2 separate regions of the Oryctolagus cuniculus genome follow, and region 2 is linked to region 1. A link is a contact called in public Micro-C data. All regions are on one chromosome and are shown on one strand. The core of a region is the stretch at or near the end of the contact, and the rest is flanking DNA. Distances in the headings are between cores, read along the strand shown.

The links. Hi-C and Micro-C count contacts between places; a contact is called where the count stands out from the background.
Region 2: a Micro-C map of ear pinna shows a contact between it and region 1, with 4 times the contacts expected there. The contact joins the promoter of IFT57 here to the promoter of LOC100355470 in region 1. A contact is called at or near these places in 3 of 6 Hi-C or Micro-C datasets (ear pinna, skin fibroblasts and an unstated tissue).

What each region holds. Positions count from the first base shown.
Region 1 is chr4:63,320,179-63,325,654 of mOryCun1.1, reverse strand. It overlaps LOC100355470 (leukocyte surface antigen CD47), which reads left to right and starts at 3,248. Exons shown (of 11, transcript XM_008266998.4): 1 at 3,248-3,490. The coding sequence starts at 3,445.
Region 2 is chr4:63,462,995-63,468,470 of mOryCun1.1, reverse strand. IFT57 (intraflagellar transport 57) reads left to right here and starts at 3,159. Exons shown (of 11, transcript XM_002716719.5): 1 at 3,159-3,548. The coding sequence starts at 3,337. LOC103350624 (HHLA2 member of B7 family) reads right to left here and starts at 3,061. Exons shown (of 3, transcript XR_011387860.1): 1 at 2,348-3,061.

The DNA of each region.
Region 1 (5,476 bases), core at 1,999-4,498:
ACAGAAGTTAGCTTGGATCACATTGGCTAGAAGTGTTAAAAAATATAAGCGTCTTCACTGAAAAATTATTCAAATACCATAACAAGAGACAATCATGAACTGTGACCAACTGTTGACAGATAATCCAAATCTATTAACTTAATGATACTGAGAACCTCTAATGTCAAATGAACTACAAGATTAGTTCAATAATTGAATTGGCAGATGCTATGAAACACTTTTTTATGTTGGGTACTTTGCCATACTCTGATGGAGGATACCCCCCTTAGCCTGGAAATGTCTATTTACCCTTCTCTTCCTAGCTTGCTTCCTTCATCCACCCATTTGACAACCATTTTTTGAGCAGCTACCAAGTGCCAGGCAGTGGGGCCAACAGTGAACAAGACTCATAAGGTGTTTCCTGTCACTGAGCTTACAGTCTAGAAAGGAGTAACTATTAAACAGGAAGATAACCATAAAAATGGAGAATTTCAATACATCAACTAACATACATTAAGCAAGGCTAAAACACAGAGAAAGGACACCTACTGGCATTACTTTGAGCTTTAGATGTGTGGGATCCTTGGATGCAGGTCCATCTCTGTAGAAAGATGCATCTGGTCCTGTGCACAGCACAGCCTTGTCTAGTTGGGCACACAAAGGTCTTACCCAAGTCTCAGGAGTACCAGTGGACAGTACTGTGTCTTTGATGCCAATGAATAACACACCAAATATGGGTAAAAAAGTGTCTGAGGAGTGAAAAATCACAAGGACACATTGGTGTCTATATAAAATTTTCAGCCACATCATATCAGTATCTACTATATGGCAGGATATGGGCATACATATTGGAGGAAGATAAAGTAGATGTATGGCTGAGACAGCTGTTGGGGAACGGGGAATTGGTCATGAGCTGAGAAAGGAAGCTGTGAACATTTTCACTGGCCTTGGAGTCAAGTAGAGGGTGGTCTAACGGTGGCCTCCTCTCTGAGTTTGTGAGCACACCTCACTTTCCTCAACTATAAAGACGATGTGCTTGTCTGGGGATGTCAGTGTGTTCATCTCTAAAGAGAAAATGACAATAACACTGCTGTCTTGGGGTAAGGAGAAAAGCACATGGGAGAGTGAGATACAGACTGAGGGAGCAGCCTCACAGGAAACCCTGGGCTAAGTGCTCATATGCCTCTTCTCTTTTACTGTCCCATCTCTAAAATGGGGGCCGTAGTACTTACTTTTGCAAGGCTGTTATGGAGAGTAATATAGGAAATACGGCTAATGTGCACTACTTCTGTTCAAAACTTATATGGAGGAGCCTCTCTTGCCTCCTCTGAAGAAATTCCTTACCAACGATAGGACAGGCTCAAATTCCAAATCAAAACGCTTGGGAAAGTGAGGAGGGAAAACTTTTAGGTGGTTACATACTGGAGAAATGAACCTGGGTTGCCTAAGAGAGAAGATATCTAAATGCAGGCAGGTTGCTGTGGGTCACCCCTCCTGGATTAGGCCTCCTCTTGCCCCATCACCAAGGCATACTTCAGACAGATTACTCTGAGGAGTGGTGCTGGTCACACAGGGGGCCTATTCCACTGTGCATACATAAAGATATGAAGTACAGAGCTTCAGTCGCTCCCCTGTAGAACAGAACTCTACTGGGTATCTCTACCCCTGAAAGTTGGGGCCAGGCCTTTTCAGGCACTCTTCAGTTTTTGGGGGGGTTGGTTGGTTAAAGGGACAGCTGACAGCCTTATTTAGCCAACCAGCTGCTCTGGGAAACACAGTGTCCCTAATGCTCAAAGTCTGGTGGATGATTCTTTTGTATCCATGTAAGCAGCAGTTGGAGGAGAATCGATCAGTCCCTTTGGTAGCCTCAGGGTGGCAAGGCAGCCATTCAAATCATTACCAGCACAATTATTAACCATTGTTTTACTGGGATGTCTGCTAGATAATTGTTTTTTTGCTTTTTCAATCATTAAAAAAATCAATTTTTAACAGAGTACCGCTTGCCTCAAGCCACATCAACACGTAGAAGATCCCTTCCGTTTGTCCAGTTGAATGCAGTGTCTGGGAGGAGGGAATACTTAAAGTGTGCGTGTGCGCTGCTCTCCCCCCTCTCTGATTTTGAAGAACTAATGCTGTGGGCACGCGGCCCACACAAAAATACATTTACAGTAAAAAGTTACAGAGTATCCAATACCCTACTACAAGGTATCCCAGACGTGGCGATTTTACTTCCTGAATTTTATGACTGTGGAGATGGGATGCTTGGGAAGAGACGCTCTGGGCACAGGGTTTGGGGAAGGGAGATGTTGTAGTGAGAAACTGCTTTCTTTTCTAGCGGGTAAGAAAAACAGTCAAGGGAGTGGACATGATACGCACCCCATTAGGGCAGCCGCCAGAGCCTGACTTTTTGACAAGGGAGTTCATCATTCAGGATAAATGTTAAAGGTAGCTTGAAAGGGCTTTCGCTCCAGGATGAAGGATGTGGTCTGGGTGATTCAGTGTTCTATTCAAAGGCATTGTCCATCTTGTGACTTGCAGCCACATTCTGAAGCCGTTTTTCAAGCAGGCAATAGCCAAACAGCGCACAGGCCTGCACGTGTTGCCTTTGGAAGCCAGGCTCGGTGACACCGCTGGTACGCATGTCCTTATTCATCCCATTGTAAAATGTTTATCACCAGAGAATGCAACTTGCTCGGCTAACCCTACGCTGAGGATAAAAACACGAACAAAGTGAGAAAGAGGGAAGAGTGGCCAGGAGAGCGAGCAGAGTCCACGGGGGACAAGAGGGCGGCAGCTCCCGCTGGCAGGGTCCCGACCTCAGGGGCGGTGCCCTGGGGCTCACTGACCGCGGGCTGGGGGTGCGACGTCCCCACGCAGGGGTGCGCCCTGGGCGCGGCGGCAGCTTTTAGAGGGAACTGAGTGCGGCCGAGAATGGAGAACGCGGCCGAGGGACGCGCGCAGACAGACTTCGGGCCGCAGAGAGAGGCCAGGGCTGGTGCGGAGCTGCGTGCGGCTGCGAGGTCGCGGTGCGGAGCGCCCAGCGGTCCGCGAAGCGCGAAGGCGGCAGTGATGCTAGGAGGGCGGACAATGGGCCCGGGACTGTGTGTGGAGGCCGGCAGGGAGAAGCCGGTGAAGGCTGAACAACACCAGGGAACCGGGCGGGGCGGCAGGGGCGGCGCGACGCGACCTGCCCAGCCCCGCGCGCCACGCCCTAAAGCGGGCTCTGGGCTACGGCGTGGCGGGAGCCGGGACTGAAGCTACGAGTGGGACGGGCGGGGCGGAGTGCGCGTGCGCGGCCCGGGCGGGCGGGGGAGCGGTGGCAGCGGCGGGAGCGAGCGTGCGCGCCGCCAAAGGCTGCCTGGGCGGCCGGTCCTTGCTGTGTGGCTGTTGCCCACCTCGCCTGCAAGGAGGCGGCAGCGGCTTCTCCAGACACCTGCGGCGGCGGCGACCCCCGGCGGCGCGGCGATGTGGCCTTTGGTGGCGGCGCTGTTGCTGGGCTCGGCGTGCTGCGGTGAGTAGCTCCTGGCTCCCAGCCCTGGCTTGAGTCTCTGCGCCCCCGCGGGCGCCCCCGCAAGCGTGGGGGCTGCGCTCGGGCCGCCCCGGGGAGCCCGCCGAGGGTGGCCGGGGCGCGGGCCCTGCGCGCCAGGAGTGCGGACGCGGGAGCGCCCCCTCCTTCCTCCCCTGCCTCCTTTTCCTGGTCTTCCCCTCCCCGTGGGCGAGAGCGGGGCTCGTCTCCTTCCCCCCGCTCGCCACCTCCGAAAGCACGCACCGAGCACGACTCCGAACCGCGCACCTCGCCCAGCGCAGCTGTGAAGAAGCGGAGGGCGCCGTCGGAGGCGAGGGGGTGGCCGCTGTCAGGGACCCGCGGCTTCGCACCCGCTCCGGGCTCGGTGCGTGGATGCTCCGGGGATTGAAGGAGGCAGAGTGGGAGGGCCGGGCCTCCGGAGGGGGAAGCGCGCATTCTGGCCAAGTGGCCGGGTCGGGGTGGGTGCTGTTCGTCCTCCCACACGCACGCAGGAGCGAAGGGGACGCAGAGGACGCGCTCAAGTTTTCATTTCCATCGCGGCGTTGAATCAGGAGAAATCTATCTTCTGGCCGTGTATTTTCTGTTGTTGTTTTCAATCCTAAAAATAAGCTTCCTCGAAACTCTTTCCTTTCTCGTGACTCCCTACGCCCCATCAGCCGCTGTTAAAGCCACATTCCAAATAGTACCTTGGAGTTCCCCCTCTCTATTTGGGCAGCCGTTTGAAAGTTACCCCTATTTTGCCTGAAATATGAACATGGGAATCTCAAGTAAAAACACACATGCCGCAGTGTGGGATTTGACGTCTTTCCACACTGGAACGATTTTGCCCCTTGCCCCCAGAGCTTCTGGAATCCATTTCGCCTTTTTTTTTTTTTTCTTTCTCTTTTCCTTTTCAAACCTGTGCTTCTATTATAAAAACTGAAGAGGCAATAGAAATTTTCATGAGTCTGCACTGTCTGTCACCCCTGGTATCTATGGAGCCTTTTGTGAACTTTTTATAAGATTCAGAATCGAGTATGAGTACCAGGAAACAGCGATTGCTACGTTTATCCTAGAATGCTGAGTTAATTCGATTTCAAATTGATTAGGCTCTATGTGCCATTCACAGAGGACCTTGGCTTGGAGCTGTTTCCCAGATGCCTGCGCACCACTTTTCCCCTCCCTAAGCCTCCTGGGAGGTTGGAGCTTGTAATAATCAAGACCTCTATTATCTAAATGGTTAATATTTCCTGTCATCTCTAGTGGGCTTGTTACCATTACTATTATTGTAGCTAAAATAATACTGCTTTGCAATACCTGTTTAATCAGAACCTTCATATTGAACCAGGTATAAATATGTAACAGAACATCACTGATTCAGACCATCAGCAGCAAAATGAGTCAGAATAGTATAAACCGTAAACCACGTACTGTTTTAAAAACAGGGGTTCTAATTTCAGGTCGAGTAGAAAGAACTGTTGTAATGGTGCTTTGGGGATAAGAATTCTGTTAAGCATTCTTATAGAATGTTCAGATCATGTTTAGTTAGAGCTCATTTAGATACAATATTACAAACTTGCGTTCAGCATTTATAGTAATTTTTTGTATTTGTAAATATAATGCAAGCGTCATGCATTTAAGTTGTGTTAAGTGTTGAATATAAAAGAGGAAGTTTTCGTGTTTCTCATAAGATAAAATGGATGTTTGTGTGTTTAGCATGTACCTTCAGGAGGCCACGTTTGAAGAGATGTTAACAGTCTCAGAACACAAGTGAGATGTCAGCCTTAGGATTTGGAAGAAGGAATGCAGGCTGTAGAAGAAGGAAGCCGTGGATTTGTGCTGAACTTTTGCTTTTGCTTTCATTTTCATTTATAATGCACTAATATTCAGAGTCCGTTTCCTGGTATCTACTACAGTTTTGGTGACCTTTCTGAAAAAAGAAATGGTATCACATACTCATTTCCTTCCATGACAGACAAACTGCAGCCCACT
Region 2 (5,476 bases), core at 1,910-4,409, 140 kb before region 1:
TTCCCCAGATTTTAACATCCCAAATCAGTGGAAGTAAGCCACTTATAACCCAGACCAGCTGCCATAGTCCATTTTCTGTTGCTATAATATGTCAGACTGGGTAATTTATAACGAAAAGAGGTTTATTTTGATCATGGCACTGGCATCTGCTCAGCTTGTGATGAAAAGCGGCTTCCTCATGGCAGAAAGAGAAAGAGAAGTGGGTGTGTGTAAAAGAGAAAAATGGGCCAACTCTCACGATAGCCAGTCCATTCCTATGAGAAAAGCATTACTCCATTCATGAATTTCATCCCAGACCCAAACACCAACCACTAGACCCTGCTCCCCCAACACTGCTTCCTTCAATATCAAGCCTTAACGAGAGCTTTGGTGGAACAAGCCATATCTAAATGTCTAGTCTTCTTGGAAGATTTGCTTTTATACTGGGAGATGCAGCTGGAAAGCCCTCCTGCGTCTTCAACCTGCCTCCTTTTCACCTCCAGTTTGCTAAGCACTTTTCAAGAATATCCATTTAGCTTAGATCAGCTTTGACTGACATTCTGCTTAGTTCTCAGAGATTGATCTATCTGCAGAAAAACCTTAAGGGTCTCAAAACAGTACCTCAATCATTTCACTGAGAGTTTTCAAGAAATAAAAGTCACGATAATAGTACTCAATACAGTAGAGCCAGGGATAAACTTTTAAAGATTCTTCATAAGATGTATGAACACATGTCTTTCAGATCTAACTCCATAGTGAATGCATGAGTTAGTCCTGCAAAAAAAACTAAAAACATCCAAATGTAGTCCAAAGCTTCCAAGTGCCTGGCACAAAACAGGATTTGATTGTGCATTCTTCCACACATGAAAGAAACTATTTCCATGAAAAAATAAAAAGTCCTGTCTATGGATATGTTACCAACTATTACAGGCAAACAAGGAATCAGCAAGAATGATCCTTGGAGAGGCCTGAGTAGTGACATAGCGAGTTAAGCCACCCCTTGCAATGCCAGCATTCCATATTGGAGTCCTGGCTGCTCTGCTTCTGATCCAGCTTCCTGCTAATGTACTTGGAAAGTGATGGCACAAGTACTTGTGACCCTGACACCCATGTGGGAGACCCAGGTGGAGTGCCTGACTCCTGGCTTCAGCCTAGATCAGATCTGGCTGTTGCAGCCATTTGGAGGACTGAACCAGAAGATGGAAGCTCTCTCTCTCTGTTGCTCTGCCTGTCAAGTAAATAAATAAATCTTTAAAAATAATCCCTGGGCCTTATAAAAAATACTGACATTTCAGCACTCTTTCTCATGTTTCCCTTTGGGAAACATGCAATGTTGAACAGGCAGCTTTTCTTTCATTTTCTTTGTGCCAGAGTCACTGGGAACACTTTATATTTTAGTCACATTTTCTTCTTCATAGAGGGTAGGGGACATTCTTTATACTGCTTCTGTGCCAAACTGTGTTGGTATTTCATCTGGGAAAGAAAGAGTTAAGTTCTGGGGCATTTTATTTCTCCCCAAGTTATAACACATATGTTGTTGGAGGGTTACTTGTCATCCAAAGAGTGAAGCCTGACCACTTCTTACTCTGTGTTATGTCACTTCCTGGAGATGTCAGAAGGCGGTAGGCAGGCAGCACCTTCTGCTTGAACATCTCCCTGGGTGTAACCAATTCATCTGTAAATGTAGGGAGCTTTTTGAGCTTCATTTAAAAGCCACAGGTAGCTTGTCCATTAACCAAATACCCCCAAACATATATTTGAGCTTTCCTCTTTTTTCTTTTCTAAAAAGCAACACATCTTTCATACTTTGAAAGTTATGCAGAGGTATCACAATAATCCCAACCCACACATGTGGTGTATGAAGGAGAATCACTGCTTTCTGAAGGCTAGGAAAAGGAACAATTAAGCGGAGAGCAGAATCAAACCCAATTTTCCCATTCATCTTTATTAAAAGCATCTGGCTAATGACTTCTAGCAGGCAAACAATGTCATTTATTTAAAAAGTAATTCGTGGGCTATCCCTTTAGGTTATTTGCTACATCAATCAGTAACTTTATGTGTTTTCTTTGATGAACAGAAAACGGTCTTTGGCTTTCTGTCTTTTCACTTTGATACCTTTGTTAGTATCAGAAATGAGTTAGCTGTAGACCGGTCCAAATGAAAAATGCACCGTTCTCATTTTTCTAGACAAACCACAAAGATATTACAGGTATACTTCAAGTTTGTTATTCCAAAAAAAATTCTTCTACATCTATATTATTTAGTGGCAGGTATAAGAGATCAGAGACCCCTTATAAACAAGCACATGTTCAAACTCTTGCCTTAGGTTCTCTTCTGCCAGGAAACCAGCCAGACATCCTCCACTTACCTCACTCCTTATGTAGCTGTTAGGAAACTTGCTTGACACACAAGCCTTCTGAGAACTGCAAAGCTGGGCCGCAACTCTGGGCAGTTATGTTCCCTTTCTTGCCTTTTCTAGGTCAACAGCTGCAGACTGTAGCAGTAACACCCAATCTTTAGCCACACAGAGCTACAGCGCAGGGAAAGTCCTCCCAAGACCATCTTTATTTTGTTGGATTTAACAAGGTACCCGACAAGTTTCACATGGAATGGGCCTGAGACGAATTAAGCCGCAGGATGTGAGTTTAGTATTCCTGTTTGGAGGCAGGAATCCTCCTCAGTGCCTCATTTGTGGTCATCCTGCTTTCCTCCCCACCACTTTCCTAGCCCTGGAGTCATGGCGGGGCCTTCTAATAAACCAGTAAATACAGCGTTGCCTGAGGAGAACGGTTTTTAAAAGGAAAGCTTCGCGCTGAGAAGTTCCCAAGGCAAAGTGAACCCTGTAATATCACCTATCTTTACAACTAGGAAAATTGTCAATTTTGAGAAGATTTCAAGAAGTGTCAGTGTGCTCGCCGCAGTCAACACTGAGCGTCTTCCTCCTCTCTAATTTACCACCAGCTCCTCCAGTAACCACCGGATCCACGAAGCCGCTTGCCTGCTAACAGCAGACAAGCAAAGCAGCGCGGGCAGAGCCGGGCCTCCAGCCTGCAGCCTCTTCCGCCACGCCCCCAAGAGGGGCGGGGCGGCTTCCCAGCTCCTAGCCCGCAGAGGCGGGAAAGGGGGCGGGTCACAGTGACGTTTCCCAGGAAGTCTACCCTGGTTGGAGAGAATGTAGAAAAGACATGGCGGCGGAAAGGAGGCGGGGTCTAGTTTCCTTGGTGATGGGTTGCCCGGCGGTCGCCTGGTAACGGATCGCGACCGTCCTGGCTAAGGCGGCGCAGGCGGCGCAGGCGGCGCAGGCCGCGGAGGTCTGCGAGGCAGAGCCCAAGGCGGGCTCCTACGGTTTCTTCCGCGATGGCTGCTGCCGCGGCAGTGGTTACGCCGTCGGGTTTAGAGGATGGGGGGTCTCGGTCTCGCGGCGAAGGAGCCGGGGAGGTGGTCGTGGAGCGGGGCCCCGGCGCCGCCTACCACATGTTCCTGGTGATGGAGGACTTGGTGGAGAAGCTGAAGCTGCTCCGCTACGAGGAGGAGTTCCTCCGGAAGAACAACCTGAAGCCCCCGTCCAGGTGGGTGTTCTGGTGCCGGCTGGGCCCTGGGGGCCTGTGTTGGGTCCTGCGCCGAGCGAAGGTTAGCGAGCCCTTGCTCCCATCTTCGCAGCCGGGAAAGGGCTGTGCACCCGAAATTGGGCGACCGAGGGCCGTGGAGCTCACGGAGCTGAGACGAGGTATATTTGTAGAGAGAGTAAACAAGTTCTGGAGCAGCAGAAGGGGCTGGAAGACAACATGCGCGTCCTTTAAAATTCGCATCTCCGCAAAACACAAACTTTGCCTTTTCTGGTTATAAAGGAGAGGTAAACACTCTTTGTTGAAAAGTCAAAAGTAGAAAAATACTAAATCACCCGCCATCTCATCTGCAGAGAGAACCGCTGCCATCATCTAGTGCTGTTCCTAGTTTGTTTTCTTTGGGAAACCCTTCCCTACAACTGGCCGCCTCGCTGAGTAGCACTTTGCATGCAGTTCATAAACTTGTGGGCTCGACTGCGATGGCTTGGATAGCAACAGCAGGCTGTTCAGAAACTGAGTCGTGGCAGACAAATGAATCAACAGCTGTCGGAATTGCCCTCTTAGCACAGAACCCCAAACACCTCTGCACTTGTTCTGGTGGGGAAAAGTCCGTGGTCACCTGATGGCAGGACCATCAGTGGCGAGGGTAACGGACAGCTAGCACTTTCTCGTCTAATCGCTGCAGCTTAGTGACAGCCAGATAGATTTCAGAGCTTTTTCTCTTACCGCTTAGATTTTTCTGCTTTATTCTCTAAGAGGCGAGTAGGATGAAGAAGCTTTGGTATTTCACTTAACGTCAGCCGTTTACCCCAGATAATATCCCTTGACAATTTTAATCTCATTCCTCTGCTGTGTTCTAGTAACTGGAATTGCAAGATATGTAGGCTTTATTATATGTTATCCATTTTGCTAAGTTATTGTATACTAGGAGAAAAGTTAGAGAAAAAGTGTTGCTCGATCTGTGATGGATGGGCTTGGGGTTGTAAATGAATGGATCAGGATAATTCAGACAGCTAAGATTCTGTAGTAATAAAAATGCATTTTTTTTCCATATGTCTTTGTCAACTGAAGGAAACTGGCTTTGAAGTTCTATTAACATTATCTCTGTGCTGTTTCCTTGGAGATTCAGCAGGATACTTGGAATCAAGGATTGTTGTGGAAATGCCCTAGTCTCATGTTTGTCAAAGTGTGATCAGCAGCATCAGCATTGCCTAGGAACTTACTGGAAATGAATTTCCTCAGGTCCTTTCCTAGGTCTACCTTTTCAGAAACTCTAGGTGTGGTTTCTAGCAGCATGTGTTTTAAACAGCCTTGCAGGTGATTCTGGGGCACGGTAATTTTTGAGAACCCCTGACCAATAGCCTACAGGATTTATCAGTATCCATTCCTCTGTCTTTGAGGAATTATCAGTCAATAAGAAAAAGACAAGTTGTTGGTGCGTGGGTGGTTTGAGAGGTTTTGAGCGCATACCTGGAAGGATTTCAAGGCCTTTTTAAATTCTCCCTTTTCTTTTAGCTTATTTGGAGAACATGAAGAGGTAGAACACTGGTGCTTATTGCAGTGGTTTTGTTAGTTATAAATACACTATAAACGTGGTAGTGTTAGCTACACATAAAAAAGCAAATAAAAACTCTGGGATCAAATTGGCTTGCATGTTGCTGCTAGCACATTTTAGTCCTATCTTTAGGTGTAAATTACACTCATCTTCAGAGGACTGTTTTTTGTAGACTAAGGGATTTAATAAAAGTTAGACTGCGGTTGTGACACTGAGACATTCTTAATCCTGGCTGTACCTTAGAAACATCCAAAAGCTTTTGAAATGTACCCATCCTATGTCTTCATTCCCAGAAGTTCAGATTTCATCTACTGAGGAGCAAAGGAGTAATGTTTAGCTGAGTAGCAATAGTTTTAAGAGTTCCTCAGGTGATCCG